2 separate regions of the Canis lupus genome follow, and region 2 is linked to region 1. A link is a contact called in public Hi-C data. All regions are on one chromosome and are shown on one strand. The core of a region is the stretch at or near the end of the contact, and the rest is flanking DNA. Distances in the headings are between cores, read along the strand shown. Region 1 holds the start of SOCS2 (suppressor of cytokine signaling 2). Region 2 has its middle 190 kb from the start of PLXNC1.

Region 1 (5,453 bases), core at 1,434-3,933:
CGAAATGCTGGAGGCGGGGAGGTTGGGGTGCTTCTGGTTCTTCCTCCCCAGGTCCCAGTGCACGGATGGCCAAGTCCCCCGCAAGCGCGGTCACCCACAGTTTGCCTGCAAAAAAGAAAGTATGGGGTTTGGTCAGTCCAGACCGGACCCCGCGGCTGGGGTGTGGGTGGGGAGGCAGAGACGTGGAAAATCCCGGGGACTCCTCCGCGTCTTTGCTCCTGCACCATTTAACCCCCAGCATCCAGGGACCCGCCCGGCGCAGCGGTGGAGAAAGGATAAAGAGCAGAGCAGGGACCCAAGACCCAGGAGCTGCCGAGGGGGAGGGGGAGGGGAGGGGAGGGGTGGGGAGGGACGGGAGGAGGGTGGGAACAGGGTGTCTTCCCGCCCGGGGCTACCAGCGGAGCGCGCGGGCCACCGAGCCTGGGCACCTGCGGGCAGGGCGGCTGAACGGGCCTGGGGAAGGACAAAAGGAAAACCCGTGGAGGACCGGAGCGATCCCCCGGGCGGCACTCCCTAGCTCTCAATCCGCGCCGCCCGGGGCTCCGGGACCCGGGACCCAGCACCCTGAGCCGCCAGCCCGGGGCGCCCGGGGCCGGAGCGGACGCACGCCGCGCGGAGGCCGCCTCGCCCCTCGCCCCCCGCCCCCCAGCGCCCCGGTCCGGCAGAGGCGGGGGCGCCGCTCCCGGGCCCAGTGCGCGGCCGCCGCCGCCGCGGGCGCTGTCGAGGAATCGGCCCCGGCGCGCAGCCCTCGCGGGGGCTCGGAGCCGCATCCCCGGCCGCGGCCGCCCCACGCCGGGCCCTTACCTCGGCCTCGGCCTCGGCCGCCGCCTCCACAGCAGGCGGCCTCCCCGGCGGACATGGGCGGGGGCGCCGGGAGGGGCCCGGGAGAGGAAGGGTGTCCGCCCGAGGTTCCCCCGCGGACTTTTAACTTGGGAACCCGATGCCGGGGGATGCGCTGTGCGGCGGCCCGAGCTCTCGGCGCGGAGCGCAAACCAAGGCGCGGGGGTGGGACCCTCGCCTGGAAGCCCCGGGCTCCGAAGTCCCCACCCGGGGCGGCCGCCGGCTTCCCCTGCGGCCGCGGCCAAGGAGGTGGGAAGAAGAAAGGAGGAGGCAGGAGCTAGGGCGGGAGGGAGGCAGGCGGGTGGGGAGGAGCGGCGGATCAGGTTATTAGGAGGATTATTAATTGGGATGGCAGTTTGGGGCGGGGGAGGAAACTCCGGAGACTTCCCGTCGCCTAGAAGGAGCCCCGCGAGCCGGCGGCAGGGGCGGCCGCGGGCAGAGCCGCGCCTCGGACTCTCCGGCGCTCGGGAGCGGCGCAGCCCAGGCCGCCCGCGCTCGCGGCCGCGCCCCGCTGCCCTCCCCGGCGACCCCCCTCGGGGAGGAGCCCTCGCGCTCCCCGGACCCGTACCTGCCGCCAGCCCCCGGCCGAGCTCCTCCGGCGCCCCGGCTGCCGGCGCGGGGGGTCCTGAGGCTGTGCGCGCGGGGCCCCGGGGCGCCCTGTCCGCGGCCCGCGCAGCGCCGGGAGCGGCGGGCGGGGAGGCTCATGCTTCAGGGGAAGCCCAAGGCCCGCGAGCCGCGGTCGGGCGGCGAGACATGGCAAGAGTTAAACGTCTGTCCCCGGAGCGGGGTGTGCGCGCGACTTCCCGGCCCCGCGCGCCTCCCTCGCTCCCCGCCTCCCTCCCGGTCCGCGCCCCCCCCCCCCCCCGCGCCCCGCCCGGCTGCTGCGGAGGCCGCTTTCCAGGAACTTTCCAGGAATCCGCCTCACGTGACCGCGGCCCCCGCTTCTGCTTTAAAGAGGCTCCGGCGCGAATGCGCAGGCTTCAGGGGAGGCGGGCTCAGGGCGCCCGGTGCGGGGGCGCCCGGTGCGGGGCCGCCGGGGACCCCGCCCGCCTCCGGCCGCTCCGCGCGAGGGCTCCGCGGGGCGCCGTGTCTCCGAGCGCCCTCCTCTCCCCTGCACGTGCTGTGAGCCGCGTGGGGGGAGACCGGGCGCCCTCGGCGGCGGCCCCCCTCGCTCTCCGGCACGTTAGTGGAGCGACAGCGGCCCCCTTGCAGGCCCCGCGCGCCGGAGGGAGCGGGCGGGCGGCGGTGCGGGCGCCCGGGTCCTCGAAGGCGGCGGGCGGAGCGCGGCGCCTCCTTAAGCGGCGCTGCCGGAGAGCGGCTCCTCCCCCAGGCGCTCCGGCTCCCGGTCTCCCGCGGCCCCGCCGGGCTCCTCCTCCCCGCCGCCGCCGCTCCTCCGCCGGCTCCTCCGCTCCTTCCCGCCCGCAGCCCGGCTCACCTGCGCCCGCGGCGGGGCCCGGCGCCCTCACCTGCGCGCCCCCGCGGTGCCGGGCGGCCCGGCGCCGCAGCCCCGAGAGCTGTAGTCCCGGCGGTTCCCCGCAGGCCTGGCGCCCAGGCACCGGGAATTCGTTCAGATCCCGTCACTTCCCTGCGCGGAGACCCTCACCTCCTCCCACCGGGTCGGAGGCCACCTGGTCTCCGTTGGAACTCAGCACCTGGCCTGCACGTCCGCCTCCAAAATGTGACCTACTTTAAATGTGACCTATTTTTTTTTAAACCATTAACACTCACGGGAAAACCGGATCCCAAATTTCGATAACCATTTTTCTTTGAAATACTATTCTATTGCATCACTGCTCAAAAGCTTGAAAGGTCAATGGCCACTTTCTGTTGAAGCAGGGGCTAAGGGGAAGTTGGGCGAGGAAGGGGGAGGCGCGTCTCGCGAGCCTTGCCTGGTGCGCCCCCTGCCGGCCCCGAGAGGAAACGGAGGCCAGCTTCCTGCCTTCTGGGCCAGGAGTCCGGGAGCAATGGTTTTCTCAACAATTTTCCTGCTTTTGAGTAAATAACTATGCAGACGACAGGCAAGCGAGCCAGGAAGTGAGGGGGGCATCTTCCAGCTAACAAAGGGCTTTGGCGACGTCAGAGTCCTATGCATGGAATCCAGTTTTGTTTTTTTAGAGTCTTCCAGGTGGAGGGCGGGGCTGATTCAGCCCTAGTTGAAACTCCGTAAAGCAGCTAAATGATTTTGCCCAAGTCATTTACTGTCTTTGGACACTCGGCCTTTTTTTTTTTTTTTTTTTAATAAAAGAAAGGGACTGGACCCAGTCCTGGCTCAGGGACTGAGATGAATGAATAAATCAGATTCCATGGAGAGTTTGTGTGTATAGTCTGAGGCCCAGAACCTTTAAGAACCACTAGTCATCTACTAGGGTTCACTATGTTCTAAATTATTCCATATGGCTTCTTATTCCTTGGTAGAGAATCCCAAACAAAGGGTTCTGTAGTTTAAAAGATTTTAAGCATTTTACGAAGAGAAAATAAATTTCTATTTGTCAGCTGAATCTTCCAGCAACCTTCCTTCATGTGATTTCCTGTTGCCTCCTAACATGTGCTATTCCCTGTTTTGCACACACTTTTCCCTCCTCCTGGAATGCCCTTCCCGGATTGGGTGTGTGGCCAGCTCTTGTCATTCAGGTTGGAGCTCAGAGTCATTCCACAGACAGTATCCATTAAAAATTACGGGGATCCCTGGGTGGCACAGCGGTTTGGCGCCTGCCTTTGGCCCGGGGCGCGATCCTGGAGACCCAGGATCGAATCCCACATCGGGCTCCCGGTGCATGGAGCCTGCTTCTCCCTCTGCCTGTGTCTCTGCCTCTCTCTCTGTGACTATCATAAAAAAATAAATAAATAAATATTTTTAAAAAATTACGACAAGAGGGGATCCCTGGGTGGCTTGGCAGTTCAGCGCCTGCCTTTGGCTGGGGGCGTTATCCTGGGGTTCCGAGATCGAGTCCTGCGTCGGGCTCCCGGCATGGGGCCTGCTTCTCCCTCTGCCTGTGTCTCTGCCTCTCTCTCTCTATGTCTATCATGAATGAATATATAAAATCTTTTTTAAAAATTACAATAAGCATAATGCCAGCTATAGGGGCACCAAACTTCGTAGCAAAGTAAGATTTTGACTTTTGTTTCTGAAATGTTTCCCAGGGACGCCCAGCATTTTGTTCGTCTTTTTAATCCCCAGGAAACACATATGGGAGCATCTTAGGAAAATATTTATAGGGCCATGTTAAGTGAAAAAAAAAGAGAATATGAAATTGTAACTATGTTATGACTACAACATTATAACATTATGTATGGCTCCGGGCAAAACAGAAGAAAATGTGGAGAAATGAAAGCCGCTGTTTCTAGGGTGGCGGGATATGGGTGAATTTTAAAATTTGATTTTCCTTGATACATTTCCAGTATTTTTGATATAGTTATCACTTTCCAAAATTGCATGTGGATCAGGGTCTTCGGCTACTCTCAGGGAATAGAGTGCAGTTGTAGAATTTATGACCCCAGTACTGTTGGGTCTCTCTCCTGGACTCCCAGAACTGCCACTCAGCATTGCCTTTCACATGTCTAATAGACATCCCTGGTTTAACGTGTCCCAAACTGAGACCCGATAATTTCTTAAAACAACCCCTTTTAAGAAAAAACCAAAAGCAATTCCTCCTTCATTCTCCCCCCATCTCTGAAAAATGTCATATCTGGTCTCCAGTTGCTCTGGCTAACAGCCCAAAAGTCATCTTGACTGCTCCTTTTCACACATCCCACATCCCATGTGTTGGCCAATTCTTTGACTCTGATTTCACAATAAGCCCAGAATTGAAGCCCTTGCCACATTTCCACCACACACCAGTCCAAGCCTGGTTTACTAGTCTCAGCCTGGCTTACTGCTGCAGCCTCTTCCTGGCACCCTTGTCCCTTGAATGGACTCTTCCTGACAGAGAGTGAGCCTGTTTAAACCAAGTCATGGCATGTCCCTCCTCTGCTCCAGTCCAAATGGCTGCATCACACCAGACGGAATGACAATATCTGAGTAGCCACTCACAACGGCCTACAAGGTCTGGTTGCATTTACCTCCCCGATCTCATCCCCTGCTGCTCTGTTCCTTGATCACTACTTAAGACACATCGGACTCCTTGCTGTTTCCAAGACCTACTACCCTTGCTCCTTCCTCAGAGCCTTCTATGCTATCTCCTTGATCCACCATGCTCTTCCTTCAGATATCTGCATGGTTTGCACCCTCACCTCTTCAGACCTTTATTCAGTGCCACCTTCTTAGTGAGACCTTGCCTAACCACCCTCTTCAAAATCAACCTGCCCACACACACATTCCTCTCTCTTCCCTGCTCTAGTTTTCTCCTTAATGCCGATCACTATCTAACCTAGTTTATTTTTTTATTTATTGGTCTGGTTTTCTCTCTTTTTCACTCGAATGTAAGCTTCATGAGGACATGTATTTGTCTTTGCATTGTTCGCAGCTATATCTTGGCTCCTCCAAATAGTCCCCAGCATTTAGCAGGCATTCCACAGGACTGGTGAATGGGGGAATGGATGGGTGAGTGGTGCTTTAGCAGGGTGGCTTTAACGTTAAACGGCCGGCCATGGATCCCCGCTGTGCTACCACTTGC
Region 2 (5,453 bases), core at 2,139-4,638, 300 kb before region 1:
GCTGCGCGCGCGGGCGGCTCGGGGCCCAGGGGCGGCGTCGGCCCCGCTGCGGGCCGGTCCCCGGCGCTCCGGGCCGGGCTTTCCGCGCCGCCGGCTGGAGGCCCGCCATCCTCCCCGAGTGAATTTCCAAGAAAGCAGTTGACGGGCTTGGCAGCGCCGTTCCTGGAAATGTTCAATCGGCCGTCCTCGGCGGGGCGGCCGGGTCGCGGGGCGCGCTCCGCGGCGTCTCCGGGCCGCGAGCCCCAGGCCCCGGGAGGGCGGGCGGGCGGGCGGGCGGGGGGGCCTCCGCGGAGCTGGGGCCGGGGCTCCGGGCCGGGGCGCCGCCCGCGGGCTCGCTGCTCACTGGAGACCGACGCCGGTGACTCGAAGTCAGAAACCCCATCAGCCCGGCGGGCGCCCCGCGGGCCCGAGCAGCCGGCGGGGACACTCGCAGCCGCGGCGCCCCCAGGCCGCCGGCAGGGCCCGCGCTCGGCCGCGATGCCCGGCCCGGCTTCACCGGAGCCTTGTGTTCTAGCCCCTTTGGCAACATGCTTGGCCTCCATCCACCGGACGCCAGTAGCGCCTGACCCGTGGCCGCCTCCCCCAGTTGTGACAACCCAAACTACCTGCGACCGGGTCACCCTGTGCGCACAGGAAAGGATATGCGGGCGCTCTGGGGTGATGCCAGTGAAGACAGAGACAGTCTCAGAATCTGGCCTCCAGCTGAGCTGTGTGATGCCTGGCCAGTCACAGAACCCTTGGGCCTCAGTTTCCTTGCCTCTAAAACGGGAAGAAAGAGAAGTGCAAATGCAGGGAGTGTGGAGAGGAGTCGAGTAATGCACCATCCCGCAGTCCGAGAGGTAGAAGGTGCCACGTAAAACAGCGTAGCAGCAGGATAGCTAATGCTTGAGCCCTTCCCTACCGCAAAGGGACTGGCTCCCTTCAAAAGGAGAAAAGGGTTGAATATTTATAAAATCCCCAAGACTCTTAAATTAAAACCAAGTGCTTTAGAAAGCTTTCCTCTTTATTTTTTTTTCCTTCTGAATTCAAATAAGATTAAGAATGCTATGGCTGCCTGAGGTTAATGAATGTAGATTTCCTTTTGCCTTCCTTGAAGGAAGATTTCTACTGTTTGTTTTAATCAACACCCTAGCATTTACATCCTCCTGTGACAGAGTAGAGTAAGGAAGTGGGAGTGTGTGATAGGGTCCCCTTCTATTTTTTTTTTCACAAAATTAGTACCTTTCTCTTAGTAACTAGTGAAAAATTTGAGAAATGAGATGCTACAGCCCTATAGAAAGACACTGTTGCTTTAAATGAGCTTTACTGTTATATAATTCTCTGGCTGACTTCATCCCACCAGCTTTCAAGGAACTATAAAGAAATCTTTAAAAGCTAATATTTCTCCTGTTCGCACTGGCAGAAAAACACGAAGGAAAAGGGTAACCTGACCTTCCTCAAAGAGCCAAGTCCTTGAGGACAGGGCCACACATGTACCCCCCTACCCTCCCTCCCCGGCTCCCCCAGTCTTGGGGTCCTTGTCAAACTCCAGGGAGCCACAGCCCTTCCTTTGTGGCTGTGTATATTGGAAGACCCAAGGCCACATTTGCTTTCAGAGACAAGACAATGAGATTAATCAAAGAAAACAGAAACAGCTCCGTTTTCCATAATGGGGCTATCAAAAGGCTTTTCTAGGAAAAACCCTGATGAGGCTGTTCCTTCTATTTCCCTAAAGGCTAACAGTTGCGAGTAGGAGTAGCAGGCACAGGAGGAGGTACCCACGGAAGTTTATTCCCAAATAGTCCCTTCCCAGAAAAAGACTTCATTATTCCATCTAGCTCAAAGCACTGGGCAACCACTGACATCAAGGGCCCTGTGCACGAAAGCAGGCCTTCTCTTTCTGGGGCCTTGCTGTCCCTGCAGCAAGGATGAAGGTACCCACTGGCTTCTACGGAATCACTCTGATCAGCCAGGATTCCCAGAAGGGAACTTGGGGAAGTGAGACTCTGAACCAAACTAATGGAGAAGGGTCAGAAAAGGTGGTCAGGTGGCACTGTTATAAAACCAACTGGCACATGCTGACCTCATTAAAACCAGACACAGTGCAGTTTGGGAACGAGGTAAAGACAGGGCTGGGGTGGGGGGGTGCGCAGAGGGAGGTATCACCTCTGGTGGAAAATTTAAGCGCAACGAACAACCCCAGCCATCACATAAATAATATAAATAATATCTTGATGCCCTATTTCAAAAAACTCAAAATTAATGCCCCCCCCCCCCCCCCCCGCAAATCCATGATGAACAAAATATCAGAATTTAAGGACAGGGTTTGGTTTCAGAAACATAGTGTGTCTCCAATAACCAGCACTTGACTTCAAGTGGTCTTGTGGCTTTAGAGGGTCTCAGCGCAGCAGGGTAACCAAAGGGACCCAGACTCAGAGTCAGGGACAGAACAGCAGCCACAGCTACATGGCCTTGATCATGGCCCCAGCCTCTGAGGTCTGGTTCTGGCTTATAAAGTGGTCTTCATATTGGTCACACCTTCCTCACAGGGGTGGGCGTGGGGGTTAGGACTAAGTAAAACCTTGTTCACAAGCACATTTGATAGACCCTAACCTAAGGTGTTCTTGAAATGACAACAGAAAGTAGAGCAATGATACTGGTGATTGCAGTGGTGGGCAATGGGGAACATTTTGGGTGAGGAAAGGAGAGAAAATGATGGATTCACCATAAAGTAATCTGTATGTGTGTACACACACACACACACACACATATCCCTGCATTCTCACACCCCTACCCCAGGCTTCTCCCATTAAGAGAAAAGGAAAGGAAAGGAAAGGAGAGAAATGGGAGAGGCAGGAAGACTATAACTCAAGATTGGAGGAGGCAAGAGAAGAGAATTGAGGGGGGTGGTAGAATATAGGAAAGGAAGGAGAAAGAAAAGGAAGAGAAGAAAGTGGGGACACTCAGGTCCTGTCCTGAGCTGAGAGCTCTCAGGGCAAGTCAGTTCCAGTTTCCCAGGAAACAACCATGGTAAGAATCAAGGGCAACAATATATTTAAGATTTGTCTGTGATGACACACATAGCTCTGATTCATTTGATTTACCTGCTGTGGACTATTCTAGAACATGCCTGTACATCCATTCTATCGAGGGTAGACATTTAAATTGTTTAAGGGGACTTTGATTCATATCGGTAATGTCTGATTTCTCAAGTTGGGTGGAAGGTACAAAGTTCAATCTCTTGGTCTCTTTTTCTCTGTTTCTGAAACAGTTGAACTCATCTAGAACTCCTACTGATTCCATCAAACTTCCAGGCCTTGTCCTTCAGGTAGGTCAAAGTCAGGTGGGATTTCCGAGAGTGGATGGAGGGTCCCTGCAGCTCCCCCGCCCCCCACAGAGGGGACAGTGTCCCTAGTGGCTCTGCCTGCCCCGAGCAAGCAGAGGTCCACTTGCACTACCACATGGTTCACGGGCCTGTGGCTTCCCAGACTGACCCGGCTCCCTGAGATCTTGTTCTGACCTAGAAGCCCCAAGGGCTGGGCTCCACAGGCAGTTCCAGACTCAGGGCTGGGATTTCATGGAAGCCTCAGAGGAGAGATGCTTCAGGGGAAATAGTTTTCTCCTTGAACAGCTGAACTCCTCTGAATGGAATCTCTGTACCTTTCATAATGGAACAAAGGGGAGGGCTGTTTGCAAGCTTGGGGAGGTGCAAGTCACAGTTGATCCCCTGGAAATCAGTCCATGCGTTTCCTTACTAAAGAATGGGAGAAAGAAGAAATGCCAAGAATCCAAAAGAATAAATCTTCTGGAAATAGTTCCTGTTTGCCTGTGGAATGTGTTGCTCCTCCCCTCCTCTTCTCCGGTAGCTTTGTTTCTTAGAGACTGTTTGCTTTGGCTACAATCAGAACCAGTCTGCATTCCCGAGAGTCCACCTGCTCCAAGCACTTGCCTCGGACAGACAGCCTGACACGGACAAACCCCTACACCACAGCTGGGCTGGGATTTAGGGTGGGGACTTAGGGTGAGGAGAGTGAGGTGCTAGCCTTGGGCACAAAGTTTGAGGGGACACCCAAAAACTCAGTAACTGGCATAAGTATATTTTAATGTAATAACTTTAAAAATTTAAAGTTAATGCAAAAAAAAATCCATGATAAACAAAACATCAATATTTCAAGTTAAGGCTGGGTCCGCATAAAAACTCCTCTGTGTGCAGTGCAACCAGGAAGAGCTGGGATCAGCCTTTCTTTTGTGAATCTTTGTACCACCATGGCAGGCCAGGGGAGAGAATGTTCCCGCCATACCCAGAAACATCCATCCACCCCACAGCCAGAGGACTGGGGCTAATCTGTACTAGCCACCACAACCTACAACCCCCTGCCCACAGATCCACGCACAGCTATGGGCCTCTCTCGCCCCCCAGGCCACTCAGCCTCAGCCTCCTGCTGGAGGACAATAAGGCCTCATCTATCTGAGGCCTCGTACACACCTAATCACACATAGAACCCACCATGTACAGCGGCGTATTGACTAGTCACTCCAGTGGCCCCAAACTGACTGCTGGACGACATCTTATTTAGCTCAGACCAATTTTTAAAAAATCAATTACTTGCCAACATTAAAAAAAGTTGGGAGAGTCTCACAAAAAAGCCCCACAAATTGCTAGCCTGTCTTTAAAAATCTAATTTCGTGGCACCTGGGTGGCCCAGTCGGTTAAGCTTTTGCCTTCAGCTCAGGGTTCCAGGATGGAGCCCCACCACAGGCTCCCTGCTCAGCAGGGAGACTGCTTCTGCGTCTCTCTCTGTTCCCTCTCCCCCTGCTTGTGCTCTCACTCACTCTCTCTCAAATAAACGAATTAAAAATATTTTTTAAAAAATCCAAATTTCCAGCTCGTCTTGAAAAATCCAAATGTTTGACAACTAACAATAACAATAATACCTGTTTGTTGAGAATATGCTAAATGCTGAGCACAGTACTCAGGGCTTGAGATGTTTTTTCTGTTTCAACCCTCACAGCCATTCTATACTTACTATCCCCCATTTTACAGATGATGAACAGGAGGCTTGGAAAATTGAAATAACTTATCCCAAATCACACAACTAATAGGCAGCGTGGCCAGACTCAGACCAGGGTAGTTTGACTAGAAAACCCAGGCTCTCATTCTTCTGTATCTTCCAGCATCCTGAGGGCGTGGACTGAATGACTTTTTCAAAAGTGTTCCAAGAAGCCTCAGAGCCACTGGGCGAAGGGCCTGGCTGAGTGCGTGTGGGGTGAGATGGCTGGCTTAGCCCCCAGGGTTCCTGCTTCTATTAGAGCAGCTCCTTTTTTTTTTTTTTTTTTTCTTTAAACCATTTTATAAATTGGGCTCCCATTCAAACATTCTTTGGGAAAAAGAATTCCACTGTTGAGAAACAAAAACAAAGCAAAGCCCCAAGCCCAAATGATTTCTTTTTTATCTCTTCTCCACTTACCATGTT

Evidence for each region. A called contact is a pair of places that touch in the nucleus more often than the background predicts.
Region 2: a contact with region 1 is called in a Hi-C map of skin fibroblasts, with 2.4 times the contacts expected there. The contact joins the enhancer-like site here to the promoter of SOCS2 in region 1. A contact is called at or near these places in 2 of 9 Hi-C or Micro-C datasets (blood and skin fibroblasts).

Annotation. Positions count from the first base shown.
Region 1 is chr15:34,080,679-34,086,131 of UU_Cfam_GSD_1.0, reverse strand. SOCS2 (suppressor of cytokine signaling 2) reads right to left here and starts at 2,683. Exons shown (of 3, transcript XM_038558645.1): 1 at 2,569-2,683; 2 at 1-105.
Region 2 is chr15:34,381,801-34,387,253 of UU_Cfam_GSD_1.0, reverse strand. No RefSeq gene overlaps it. Among named protein-coding and RNA genes, the nearest start is that of PLXNC1, 190 kb to the left of the region's middle. Within about 2 kb of position 3,388, at least 5 of the 20 cell types and tissues checked have an H3K27ac peak or open chromatin away from gene starts, as enhancers often do.